Linked DNA regions of Mus musculus: regions 1 and 2 are each linked to region 3. A link is a contact called in public Hi-C data. All regions are on one chromosome and are shown on one strand. The core of a region is the stretch at or near the end of the contact, and the rest is flanking DNA. Distances in the headings are between cores, read along the strand shown.

Region 1 (4,253 bases), core at 932-3,431, 460 kb before region 3:
TCCTGACTCTAGGTTCCGTACATATATAAAGAATTCTAAGTTGTGGCCACAATTCACAAGACCTGATAGGCTTGCTGTTGTAGTTTTTAATAGGCTGAATCTGTAACAAGATTGGTCCAAACTTTATTATTCAACATGCACTCAAAGAGCCAAGTTGTAGGTAAACAGGCGACCCTGAACTTCACACCATGCATAGTGGTGGTAAAAGTGTTCAGAATCGCTCTTACTGCAGGCAGAGTGCTCTGAAACGTATGGCTCTCTCTCCAGCAAAAACAAGTGCTATTTCAAGCATGCTTACTTGAACAGGCTGTGTTGGAAAGCACAGAACTGATGCATACAATTCATCACTCCATACACATAGTTGGGCCCCATTAAGGGTCTCTGGCTTGTGTGGGTCTAATCCCCCACCCTTGGTGATAAGTACTTGTGCCTCTGTGTTGTTAGTATATCTGGGTTACTGGTAGGTCGATTGGAGATCTGAAGATCGGATCTGTTGATTTATGACTAGAAAATGACCAGAGATACTTAAAAAACTTGGGAACACACATCTGGATGCCACCAGTAGAAGGATTCAGGATCAATTGACATAGTCATGATAATGGGGAGAGTTGAGAGCTAAGTCCCTCCTGTGGTAAATGTAGGGTTATAAAGAGAATAGCTCAGAGAAGGGTACATATGTTTGTGACAAGACTGAATCTGAGATGAGCTACGGCTGCCTACGAACTATAAGAAGAGCCAGGAAAGATATTTAAAGCAAAAACCTACAGTTGAGTTTCATAAAATTCCTGATGAGTTACCGCCTCAATGCACGATGTGCTTGGTGTTGGGATATTTTCTTCTAACAATGCCTTTCTCAAAATCTCCCAGTATTGTAATATATGCTAATGTGTATTTTGCAAAATCATGACACTTAAGAAGTGATTGTGACACAATAAAATTCACATAAACACGGGGAAAATTATTTAAGTGGTGAAAAATAATATCTTCTGGCAATTAAGGAGAACGCATAAAGGAGGAAACGGCAGCGACTGCTGCAGCTCCCACGTTCGCTTTGCCATTTTCCCGTTATTACTGTAGCGATCTTCGCACAGAGCCCAGATTGCTAGGTGCACGTTGTCTGTGCTGATGCTCTTTAGGCACAGATGTAAAGGAGTTATTGGTTTGCTTTGCCCTTCGCTCTCTTCAGAATACTTAGCGGAAGCATCCTGTGACAGATACCGCCAAGAACAACTCCTTGAGATGAGCTTCATCAAGGGGAAGTGTGGTTTGCTGTGGCCTGGTTTGGGTGTCCTTTAATCCTATGGCCAGCTTCCGATTTCCTTGTTTGGGTTGAGTACCTATTCTCATCCTTACACACGCACCCTGGCATCCAAAACCAGACTGGATTCAGTTACCTGCATCCAGACGGCAAAATTGGGCTTCTGCTTCTACCACCTCCCTGTGTATGCTCCTTGTAGACCTCAGAATGAAACTGGGCATATTGGTAAAGGTGCTCGTGGCTTCTAGGTCTCTTAAAAGCTGTTTGCTCGCCTTCCAGGAGTGGAAGAGACGCTTGTTACCTTAGCACATTAGAAGACGAGTGGCTGGGGACTGAGTTAATATTTTCCCAAGTGCTGCTAAGAAATGGGCTGGTTTACACGTGAGCATTTAAAAGCTGCTTCTGCCTCGAAACTCAGTATTTGAGACAGGTTAGTCAGAAACGCTAAACTATATGAGTCCTTCTTGTCTGTAAGGGATCGGTTCCAAGCCCAAGCGGGTTCCTGAAAGCACACTCAGAGCTGATCCATATGGATACTATCTGTTTTCGTTTTTCTACACAGTTATGATAAAGCTTATGAAATAGGAACACAGAGAGATTGACAGTAATTGCTATTGATAAAATAGGGCAAGCTTTAAGAATACATTATGTGTAATAAAAGAAGATAAAGCCTCCTGAAAGACTGAAGTCAAATATTAGCACCCACTGTAAAGCCAACCTTAGAGACGAGCTGACTGTCACATGTGCCACAGACATAAAACTTGCCTACAGTTAGAAAAATATATTTTTGAAGTTAAGACTTAAGAAGTCTGTTTGAAATACATCTGCCACATCCCTTCCAGATAAATGCTAGGGAAAGCGAGCCCATGGCTCACGTGTGCTAGCTGGAAGCTTTCCCGGTAGTAGTGAGACTCGTAGTGACTCACTCATATATTCTGGGCAGCTCCTGATTGATAGCATGTGGCCAAGGAACAGCTTCAAACCGTCTCACATTGGTGTTTAACCCATGAGTCATTGCTCCTGATCTATGCCCATGATGTTTTAATTTAAGAAATACCGAGTTCTCCTTTAAGAGCAGGCTGGAAATCGACAGACTAAAACCCAAGGGGGATGGGGCCCTTCCTTCGAGTGTCATTGACTAGAAAGGATAGTTTCCATTCTGTCCCCGTGAAGGCCAGTTCTAGATGGAGTAGTGGGGAGCCCCACGTGCTCCTTCAAGATTGCAGGAAGTAAGTGTCTTTGCTTACTCTTCAAATATTAAATCTGAGTCCTCTCTCCCTGCTTCCCCTTCGCATCTGCCTGTTCCCTGTCTCCCCTCCTTCTCCTCTCCTCCTCTGTTAAATACATTAACTGCCTTACCTGAAACCTGGATTTCTTGCCTGAGTTGCTTTATTGTTTCTGCCAGTGCGTAGTATAGATTTGTGGCTTCTATTGAAGGTTGGGGGAGACTCTTTTTCACTTGAATGTGGTATTGTTTCCATGTGAATAAAAGAGCCACAGATCGACTTTATATATAGTTTATAAATAATTATACATATACACGCATATATATATATATATATATATAATATTTCTAGACTTTTTTATATTTATAGGCTTCTTTAGCTGTAACACACCACCAATATTTAATATAGTGTTACGCTTTAAACATAGTTTCTTCCTCTATTCCGATTGAGTAGTACCTGCCACAGTTTTAATCCAATTAATACTTATTAAATTGTTTTGACTCATAATGTAGAATTATTTGCTTAAGCTGATCTGAAACATATAATCTACACTTTCTAAGTTCTTGTCAATGCGAATCAAGATCTGCTGTGCCAGTCTTGGCAAAAGCTCAGCAGAAAATAGAATATTCATATCTGGTTACCAGAGCTCTAGGCGTACTGAAGCGTTCCTCAGCTTCCTCTGTGGACAGAGGCAGGATTTCATCATGCCCCATTCTTAGGCAGAGACACAATCGCTTCTATTAAACAGTGTTCTAGCATGGTATCATTAGTCTGCATTGAGGAGTTTAAAAAGAAAAAATTCGTGAAAACAGCTATTATGAGAATGCGGTTCGCTGAATCAACTCCAATGTTCCTTCCATTAATGAGGACCCGGAAGACAGTTCCCACTCAGGCTTGTGTGCCACCAAGCTCTTGTCACACCTAGAGCTAACTTAGTGTCACCTGATTCACTTGATATAACCAGAAGCAGCTTAGGCACTAGATCTTGGTGGTATAAATCCCCAGAAAGCATGGTGGACCCTCAGTTAGAAGTGCCATATGGTGGCGTGGATCATGGCATTTTATTTCAATTCTGTCTCTTCTGTATTTCTGGGTTTTATTATGGCTGCCTTTTATGCCTTCTTCTAACTCCAGCTCTTTATGTCCTTACTGTTTTTCTATCCTTTTCTCTAACATCGTTTTACCCGAGTGCTTGTCCTGCCTCTTGTCCCGGCTACAGGAATCCCAGATGCAAATGACAGACAAGCAATGGAGTAGCCTCTATTCCCGACTCTCAGTCCAACCTGCTGACACAGGTCCACAAAAATCACCTTCTCATTTCTCCAAACCTCCCCTAACCCTCCAAGTTAAGCTGTAATAGACACCAGCATGGAACCTCTTGTTACAATGTCATGGATTCATAACTCAGCTTTGCTAGAAGCTTCCACAATGCTTCTAGACTTTAACACATAGCTATGCAAATAGGAAGTATTATTGATAGATTGTATGACAGCAGGCACTCTGGGTTATTTCTACAATAGAGCCATGTGTCTCAGTGTTGCGTGCTGTTAATAAGAACCTTCAATTCCCAAGTTAGCAATGGAAATTCCTTCTGAGGAATATGATTATGATGATAATTAAATTGATATAGCTTTATTTCAGATGAGTGCATTCATCATATTTGCAAATGGTGCGTCAAAGCAAACACGTAGCTCTCCTTTAGCCATGAATATGCAGAATAAAGGCTTTGACAAGTTTTTCAATACAACTCCATAGTGCAGCTGGGCCAA
Region 2 (4,262 bases), core at 1,495-3,994, 300 kb after region 3:
GAAAGCTATTGAGCTTGGAGAGATGGTTCAACTGTACTTAGTGTTTTCCCCAAGATCCCCGCCCAAATTCCAGTTCAAATGGAAGAGCAGCAAGTGAAATATGACACCCTGTTCTGGCCTCCGTGAAGTCATACATACATGTGGCATTCACTCATACACACACAAAAACACAGAAAAATTAAATGTAAAACATTGCTACCACATTCATATTTATCCTTAGCATTCCCTTATTTTTTTTAAACATTTTTAAGTTCTTGCCTAACACATTGGCTTATACAAACTACCTGAACATCTCAAAGATTCCCATTGGTGAAGAATTCCATATACACTGGACACACCTGCCACCGTTCATCCTGGATACCATGAAGAGAGCTGGATCAAGCAGCCAAGGACTGAGTAGAACAGGACTTTAGCTGTCATTCAGACAAATTCAGAAGGAAGGAAGAAAAGAAGGAAGGAGGAAGGAAGGGAGGGAGGAAGGAAGGAAGGAAGGAAGGAAGGGAGGGAGGGAGGGAGGGAGGGAGGGAGGGAGGGAGGGAGGGGGGAGGGGGAGGGAGCGGAGGAGGGAGGAAAGGAAAGGAAAGGAAAGGAAAGGAAAGGAAAGGAAAGGAAAGGAAAGGAAAGGAAAGGAAAGGAAAGGAAAGGAAAGGAAAGGAAAGGAGGTGTCGAAAGGAAAACAAGCCAAAGAGACCTACATGTCTGGAATGAAAGCATCATCTAAGTAGGAAGCCAAATCCTAGTCCTATCACAGTCTGTGCAATCAAGAGAACTACGGTGGCAGCATCTTCCTGCTTAATACAGGGTCTGGTTCTAGTTACAACAGTGGACCAAAGCCCTCTCTCGCCTACTATTTTAGGATGCAAATATAATTGTGGCACATGACATTTAGACAGTACCTCAAAGATCATCAGCTCTTCAGATATGACAGTGATAACGTCAGAGGTCAGAGATGTGGGATGTGATTCTACAGAGGGACAAGAGGTCATCAGGGTTGAAACCACAGGAAGCCATCACATCCAGGACGCCTTCAGGCCCAGAAGGATGGGTACAGCTATGAAAAAAGACGAGACTGTAGCCATGGAGATAGGGCAGGTGCCTCCTAGAGTAAGTAATCAGACAAAATTGTGACTACCTAATGAGAGAAACAGACAAATGTAAGGACACCCCAGAATTAAAGACTGGAGTTTCATCCCATAACCCAGAAAGTAAACAGAAAACCATGATAAGGAGTCAGTGCCAAAAAAAAAAAAAAAGGACAGGGGAGAGGCAGAGGGAGGATCTGGAGATCTAGACAGACAAAAAAAACAAAAAACAAAAAGCAAAAAACCACGTGTCCCATGCATCCTCTCAAATCCAGAATCTAGAGTCAATGTTGTGTGGTGTGTGTGTGTGTACATGTGTGTACATGTGTGTACATGTTTGTGTCCACAGTGTACACATGAATGTGTATATATGTGTATGCATGTGAGTGTGCATGAGTGTGTGTGCACATACATTTAGAATATGAAAGTAAGAGAGTATGAAGGGGAAAAGGGAATTAGAGAGTGTAATACCTGTGAGATGAGAGCAGAAAGGACACCGCTTGGAGGGAGGAAAGGGACCAGTAAGGGGATGGGGATTGGGGCGGGCAGTGGAGGAGAGAGAGAGAAGCAAAGTATACTAAGTATTTAAGAGCTCATACTGCTCTTGCAGAGGACCCGAGTTCCCAGCACCCACATAAGGTGGCTCACAATGCTCTAACCCCAGCTCCAAGCATATACACCACTGTGCACACACAAACATGCACACACACACACACAAAGAAAAACCTGACACCCTCTTCTGGCTTCCGTAGGCACTACACACACTGGGTGACACGAACTCAGGCACATACATAAAATCTTTAATGTCATCCTCTTAGCTCACCCACGTCCCCTCGACCATCAGTGCATTTTAAGTGTTTCCTGGACAAATCCACATTTTCTGATAACAAACATAAACACTTGCTAAATAGTCATAGTACGTATCTACTACATAAAGACTTGGGTTTTCGTTGACACGGGGTATTCTGTGTCCTCCAAGGACTAGGGAGAAAAACACGTGGCAAGCTCAAAGGAATCTGTCTTCTGACTGACAATTTTAAATCTAAAAATAAAGGATTTTTACTTGATCACATCAGGTGCTGTCTTCTCACTGTGTGTTAAGTAAAATTCTTGCTGAGTTTAGTTTCGGTCAGAAAAACATAAAATCACATCTTGTAGGAATTTTTATACTAAATAATTTTAAGTTAATAAGTTTTTAGCAGGCCAAAAGAAGCCTGGAGGCTTATAAATGAACGTGATTAATCAATGATTTGTACTTCAGGCTCTTCAGTTCCTCCTCCAATCTGTCACCAAGACTTTTATCTTTGAATTTCAGAATAAAAATCATAAACTATTACTTGGGAAACAGTCAGGAGCAGGGAGCCAATCAAACGCTCTGGGTAATTCTTTTGATATTTTATCAGCCGGGTTTTAATAGCTACACAGGAACTGCATGTTGATGCTTTGAGATAGTCTCAGGCACAGACACGGAGGACCATAGCTGATGAAACGACCAAACATCAACAATGGAAAGACCTCCAGGATGCTCACAAGAACATCACAGAGGCGGGAAGTGAGCGGCCGGCCAGCATACAAACAAATGCTGGACTCTGTTTATGTCTTCCTTCCTCTGGTGAGACGGGAGACTTGCTTTGTGCCTTGTTCCTCACGTGGTCCAGTTTAAGATCCTCCTGGCTTGTAAAAGATGGCTTGTGCAATCCACTGGAATACCTCCAAGGAGGGAAAGAGATAGGAAGAGGAAATCAAGACACTTAGACCAGAACAAGAGGTTCCGTACGCAATGGCCTTGGTGGAAACCTTCCAAGCCCCCATCCCTGTCTCAAATTCTGTTTATTATGTTATGATAAATGTTGTGAAGATGGAGTTCCTTCAGAATGATCTGTATTTTTCCCAAGGATCAGTGTATCAGAGAATGGTAAGAATAATGAAAATTTCTCTGAAGTCTTGTTCTTATTCTCAACCCTTTGGTCACCTTAAGATCACCCATGGGAGAGGGACTTAATAAGGAGAAACAAGTTCAGTGTAGAATATATAAATGCATAAAACATTTTAAAAATTTTTCTTAACTTTTAAAAATTCTAAGTAACTACAAAGCCAACTGAGAGAGTTTCTAAGAACCCTGTAGCAAAGACCTGTCCCTTGGACAATTTGTTGAGCCTTTCCCAGGGGCTCACCAGAGCAGGAGTGACAGTCATATGCACACAAACTATGAAGTAAAGGAAAATATCTGAGAGGTCTGGGGACTCAAGACCCAGGCCTGCTCATGGTGTGCTGTGCCAAGCCAAGAATCCTATTGCAACCCTGTTTCCTTCTGTTTGCCTCTCTACTAGTTTTTCCCAAAGTGAGCTTCCAGGGCCACAGGTGAAGGAAGCAGCTATTCTAAACACAGTGCATCCCAGAGGACCAATCTATTCCTTCAGAGCGCTTCTATAGACCCATAATGCCCAGGGGTCTACCGTCTTCTCAACCCACAGCATATAGGTAAATATACCAACACCAGCATCCGTATGCCCAGACCAGAGCTTTTCAAAAACATTCCTCATCTTAAAGGCGAGGCTCTAGATATGAAACGTGTAACTTATTTTATAAACTTTGCATTTGCATACATTTTTGGAAACCACCAGTTTCCAAAATTTAATACGTGATACTTAAATTTCTCTTTATATCTCTTTAAATCTTACTTATATGAGCTTAAAATTTCACCTTCAATTGTTAGGAGTTGATAGTACCACTCAAGATATTCATTCCCTGATTGAAAACAGACACCCCCAACAAAAGCCAATTAGTCTAAGACTATGTCATATGCTCAATAATAGTAATAATGTATCCCACTGATAGCTACACAGACCAACTACATTTCCTGAGATTTGATGAATCACTGATGATTAAGAAGAGCAGGGGATGTTGTTCTACGGTACTTTTCCTCCAGTCTTAACAAGATTCCATCTGGGACTGAGACTTTGTAGCCATGGCAACTAAAGCAGACCAATGCAGGGCCAGGTAGGTGTATGATGGTGGTAATAGGGCTATTGACACTTCTAGACCATGGGGAAAGGCAGGGACAAAAGACCTTTACCTGAGATCTCCTTCCTCCAGCTGGAGTGACCTTAGGAGATACCTGAGTATATAAGAAGTGGGAGATTAATTGAAAGTGTGACTCCATGAAGCAACACCCACAGG
Region 3 (4,349 bases), core at 640-3,139:
TCCCAAACAATCCCAGTCCAGGTTCACAGCTGAGGGCCACAATGCCAAGCCCTGAGAAACTCAAGTCCTTATGTTTGTGCCACAAGTGTTGTCCCCACTAAGCCATCTTCTGAGACTTCCACATCTGAAATAGCTAACAATCAAAGCCATGTATTCTAAAGATATTCAAGCTCTATAGAAATTAATTTATGATTTAAGATCCTCCCCTCCTAAAATCTAGGTTATATTCGAAGTTTGCAGTGTGTATCTAACCTTCAAATATGCACACTCACATGCACACTCACAGACACCTACATGTGTGTGTTCGTGTGCGTGCATGTGTGTGTGTGTGTGTGTGTGTGCAGTATCCTCCCCTTAAATGTGGCTATATTCTAAACAGTAAAGACAATTGGACTTTTTACATAACTAGCCACAACTCCTGACTTACCCACATCAGCAGAGAATCACATTCTGTTAGGTTCTCAGCATCTAGTTTCTCATTTCTGTTCCATAATTTACAACTTCCAAAAAATCTTCACTGCCCTCACTGCAGACCCCCCAATGCCCTCAGACATACAGATTTAATAAAAATGGAAGGGTCCTGTGGACCTCTGTCTCTTTAGCACCCCACAGGAACATGACCTAAGACTGCTACGAGGGGCTGAGTGGTGTGGTCTGAGCTTGTTGGCATTCTAAGACATCTTTATGAGTGATTTAATCACAGCTAGTGAATGGAAATAAAGATTCAGTTTGGTCTCGGTCTCCTGCGATCCCAGTGGGCTTCTGAGCACAGGGTGGGGGGACTGAGTCACACACAGCCCACGGATGACCAGAGGACTGGGTCTTCTGGATGACAAGAGGACTAGGTCCCCCCAGATGAGTGACTTCATCTGTACTTTGTCACTTTCCCTGACTTTGTAGGGGACTCCATGGGGGCAGAGAGGGGTTGAAAAGCCTGCTCAGTGTTCACTGAAAGTAAATCTACTTTGTGAGGCAGCCATCTGGGGGATGGGGTGAGGGGGGGGGCAGACTGTGATTTTAATACCTGTCCCACTCAGCCTGCTCAGGTCTCCACCAGAACGCTCAAGGTCTAGGCCTGCATCTGTGCTCTGTAACAAATTTACTTTATAGTAGAAGACACATCTCTCATGTGTGGACAATAATTCCCTCTTCTTCTCTCAACCTGTTTCCTGTTGGTTCAGCACCCAGCCTTACTGATGCCCAATATCTAGCATGAGAAACACACAACTCAGCACCAAGCACTAGAGACACACAACTCGACATAAAGCACTAGAGACACACAGCACTAGAGACACACAAGTCAGCACCAAGCACTAGAGACGGGAAACTCAACACACAGCACTAGAGACACACAACTCAACACCAAGTACTACAAACATACAACTCAGAACAACACTAGGTCTATACAACTCAACACTAAGCACTAGTGATATAATACTCAGTACCAAGTACTAGACACTCACAACTCGACACCAAGCACTAGCGTTATGTAACCGAGTTGCTGGTAAACAACTCAGCACCAAGAATAACTCACCACCATGCATTTTTAATACACAGCACCATGTGTCAGTGACACACAACTTAGCCACCAGCAGAAATGACCCCAAATTTGCAGACTAAGTGTACCCATGAAGTCATAACAAGATAAATAATTCCCAGAGTCCTAATGTTGCTTCATGCATGGATCATATGTAGCCACTGCTCATGGGAGGAAATTCTACACTACAGAAAATACACGAAGCAACAGGACATAAACTCTCCCACAGTCACCACAGACAGCCTGCAACACGTTATCAGCTCTCATCTCCTTACAGGCCAGTAAAGGAAGAGTCATCTAACCCTGACAACAGAGTTTCCTTCAGCTGACCCAGTGCTGACACACCAGGATGAAATGTTCTTTTTCCCAGAATGCTCCATGACACTGTTTATAGAAGGTGCTGAAAGTGCCAGAGAGAGTAGCGCTGGCCTCCCCCGCCATCTTGGGGCCTCAGCCAATGCAGTGAAAATGTCCTAGTATCATGTCCATTGTTTAGATCTTTCATTCACCGCAGTCCCTCACATAAAATGCAGTACAAAGTCTCCTCCTTTGACTTCCACAACTAGCAAAAGCCTCAATTAATTTGTCCATCTATCCACAAAAGCAACAAGGAAAACAGACACATGGAAGCCTGGGCCTTAAAGCTTAGTGGAGGTGGAGATTTTCTCAGGGTAGGGATAGGTCTCCCTCCTCAAGTCCGTAGACAGAAGCTCTTAATGTGAGACTGGGGTTCAGTAAGCACAAGCTAACACCGATGCGCTCCACAAAAGAGAGCTGAGTCTGACCGGATGGCAAGATGCAGCCCAGACATTTGTTAGAGGAGTTAAAGAGAAGCAGAAGACCACTGTGGTGGGAGAGGCTCAGAGGCCGCTTGAGGCCCTTCCAGTGGGAGGAAGCACTGGGGATCTGGGCCGAGTGGGCATTCACGGGAAGAGGAAAGGCAGGGAAGAGGCAATGTGGGTGAGGGAGGGCTTTGGCTGTTAGCTATCATCTCAGTCTATGTGCACGTATGCATGCACATGCATGTGTTACTGTGCATGTATGAATGTATACGTGTGTGAATGTACTAAGTTGGGCACGGCAGAATCGCCTCAGAAATGGTATTTTTATATGCTGTTTATAACAGGTATGTGTGTGTGCATGTGTGTGTGTGTGTGTGTTTGTGGGTATATATAGTTGTGCATATATGAGGGTACATGTGGAAGCCAGAGGAGCATTTTGGGTGTCATTCCTTGGGCACCATCTTCCTTGAGTTTTGAGTCAAGGTCTCTCTTCCAGGAACTGAGGCTCTCCTGCAAGTCCCACGGATCCACATGCGCTATGCTGATGAGCAGCAACCACCACACCCAGAATTGTTTCATGAGGTCCTGGAGTTCCGTCTCAGCCCTGGCCTTGCACAACAGTTGACTTGATCGGCCTCTGCCCCAGCTTCAACAGCTTCCAGGATTGTTGAGGTGGCTCACACAGGCGGGCCTCAGGCTGCTCTTCTTTGGAATGCCTGAAGAATGCTGTGGTATGTACCACAGCTGGGGTGGTCTGGCAGGAAAGGTAGGACAATCGGCAGTGCAGCCTCTTGTCAGCTTGCAGGACGCATCCAGCCCACAGGTAGCAGCATCACGGAGCTCTTTGTGATTTACTAGATCTTCCTGAAGATTTCCATCATTGTGAAAGTAACACTTTGTTTAGCCTCCCTCCCAAACTTTAGGAGCACTAATCTGTCACAGTAGGCTCTGTCTTGTACATGTAAATGGAGGGAACTTTGTAATCAAATCCTAAATGTGTATTTGTGCCAATATGGCTTTTCAGAAGGATGCGTGATAGGAAGCAACAGACAGAGCAGGGGACAATTAAAGGGGACAGCACCACGCAGCCAGAACCTTCCACTCCCTGAATGGAATTTCCTGGGCTGCACTGAGCTGCACTGATTTCTGAATTTTCATGTTGATTTGCAGCCAGCACAACATGATTGGGACCCCACGCGCCTCTTCTTCCCCGTCACCTGCAACGGAGACTCGTTTAGGCAGCAGGACCCTTGCAAAGATGCATTTCCAAAAGCATCCTAATTTCAGCACGGGCTGCAATTAGGAGTCAGCTCTGTGTTCCAAATCGTTAAAGGGAAACACTTGCAGCTCTAGGGCACCAGGGCAGGCCCCAGCTCTGGGTCCTGGGAGCTGTGCCTGCTGCCATTCCCACCCAAAACGTCTCCCAAGAGACACTCAGAGATCTGCCAGGCCCGCTGGGCATGTGCCAATCCTTTGCAAGATTGTGATTTATTGAGACTTAAATTTCAGTGACCAGGAACAAGCCCTTCACCAGAAACAAAACGAAACAGAAATCTCAGCATTCTCTCGTGTAAAACTGCCATTGCCAAGGGTCAGGGCAGAGTAGGAAGGCACTAAAGCTAGATCTGACTTCAGAGGAGAGGCCCCAGGACACATTCAACAGAACTGGTATGGATAACATCAGCCCATCCCTGTCCCTAAAACGAATCTTTGCACGATTTGCATACATGTTTATTGTGAGATGTATGTGCATCTTGCCCGGAATATATTTCATTGTGTGACATATGGTTCCTTTCAGCAGAAGATACTAAATGACTTTAGAAATAGACCTGCCTCTCACTCCCAGGGAGGAAGGTGCCATGCGCAGGCCTGTACTCCGGCCCTGCGTAAAGGTCATGGACCTTACCGGTCCTTCCTGATTTTCCCTGTTATTTTCTCCTGGCAGAGCAGGCTGGGCTTAAACGCCCTTGACATCCAATGCCCAGAGAACCCAAACACAGAAAACAGGAATGCCACTTAGTCACAGTCTA

The links. A called contact is a pair of places that touch in the nucleus more often than the background predicts.
Region 1: a contact with region 3 is called in a Hi-C map of uterus, with 2.9 times the contacts expected there. The contact joins two enhancer-like sites. A contact is called at or near these places in 1 of 15 datasets of contacts at CTCF or cohesin (the NIH/3T3 cell line), 4 of 484 Hi-C or Micro-C datasets (the 3T3-L1 cell line, embryonic fibroblasts and uterus), 2 of 115 datasets of contacts at active chromatin or transcription factors (embryonic fibroblasts and fibro-adipogenic progenitors) and 1 of 9 other capture datasets (embryonic stem cells).
Region 2: a Hi-C map of uterus shows a contact between it and region 3, with 6 times the contacts expected there. The contact joins two enhancer-like sites. A contact is called at or near these places in 1 of 15 datasets of contacts at CTCF or cohesin (pro-B cells), 22 of 484 Hi-C or Micro-C datasets (B cells, the C2C12 cell line, the F1.1 cell line and 14 more), 1 of 115 datasets of contacts at active chromatin or transcription factors (bone marrow-derived dendritic cells) and 1 of 9 other capture datasets (embryonic stem cells).

The regions. Positions count from the first base shown.
Region 1 is chr6:144,073,034-144,077,286 of GRCm38.p6, reverse strand. All of the region lies in intron 3 of Sox5 (SRY (sex determining region Y)-box 5), which reads left to right. Among named protein-coding and RNA genes, the nearest start is that of Gm52485, 89 kb to the right of the region's middle. Within about 2 kb of position 2,181, at least 86 of the 459 cell types and tissues checked have an H3K27ac peak or open chromatin away from gene starts, as enhancers often do. A contact at or near this core is called in the NIH/3T3 cell line and uterus, where this site is marked.
Region 2 is chr6:143,314,498-143,318,759 of GRCm38.p6, reverse strand. No RefSeq gene overlaps it. Among named protein-coding and RNA genes, the nearest start is that of 4930407I02Rik, 56 kb to the right of the region's middle. Within about 2 kb of position 2,744, at least 6 of the 459 cell types and tissues checked have an H3K27ac peak or open chromatin away from gene starts, as enhancers often do. A contact at or near this core is called in uterus, where this site is marked.
Region 3 is chr6:143,614,176-143,618,524 of GRCm38.p6, reverse strand. 1700060C16Rik (RIKEN cDNA 1700060C16 gene) reads left to right here. Exons shown (of 5, transcript NR_045732.1): 3 at 2,816-3,050. Among named protein-coding and RNA genes, the nearest start is that of 1700060C16Rik, 35 kb to the left of the region's middle. Within about 2 kb of position 1,889, at least 15 of the 459 cell types and tissues checked have an H3K27ac peak or open chromatin away from gene starts, as enhancers often do. A contact at or near this core is called in the NIH/3T3 cell line and uterus, where this site is marked.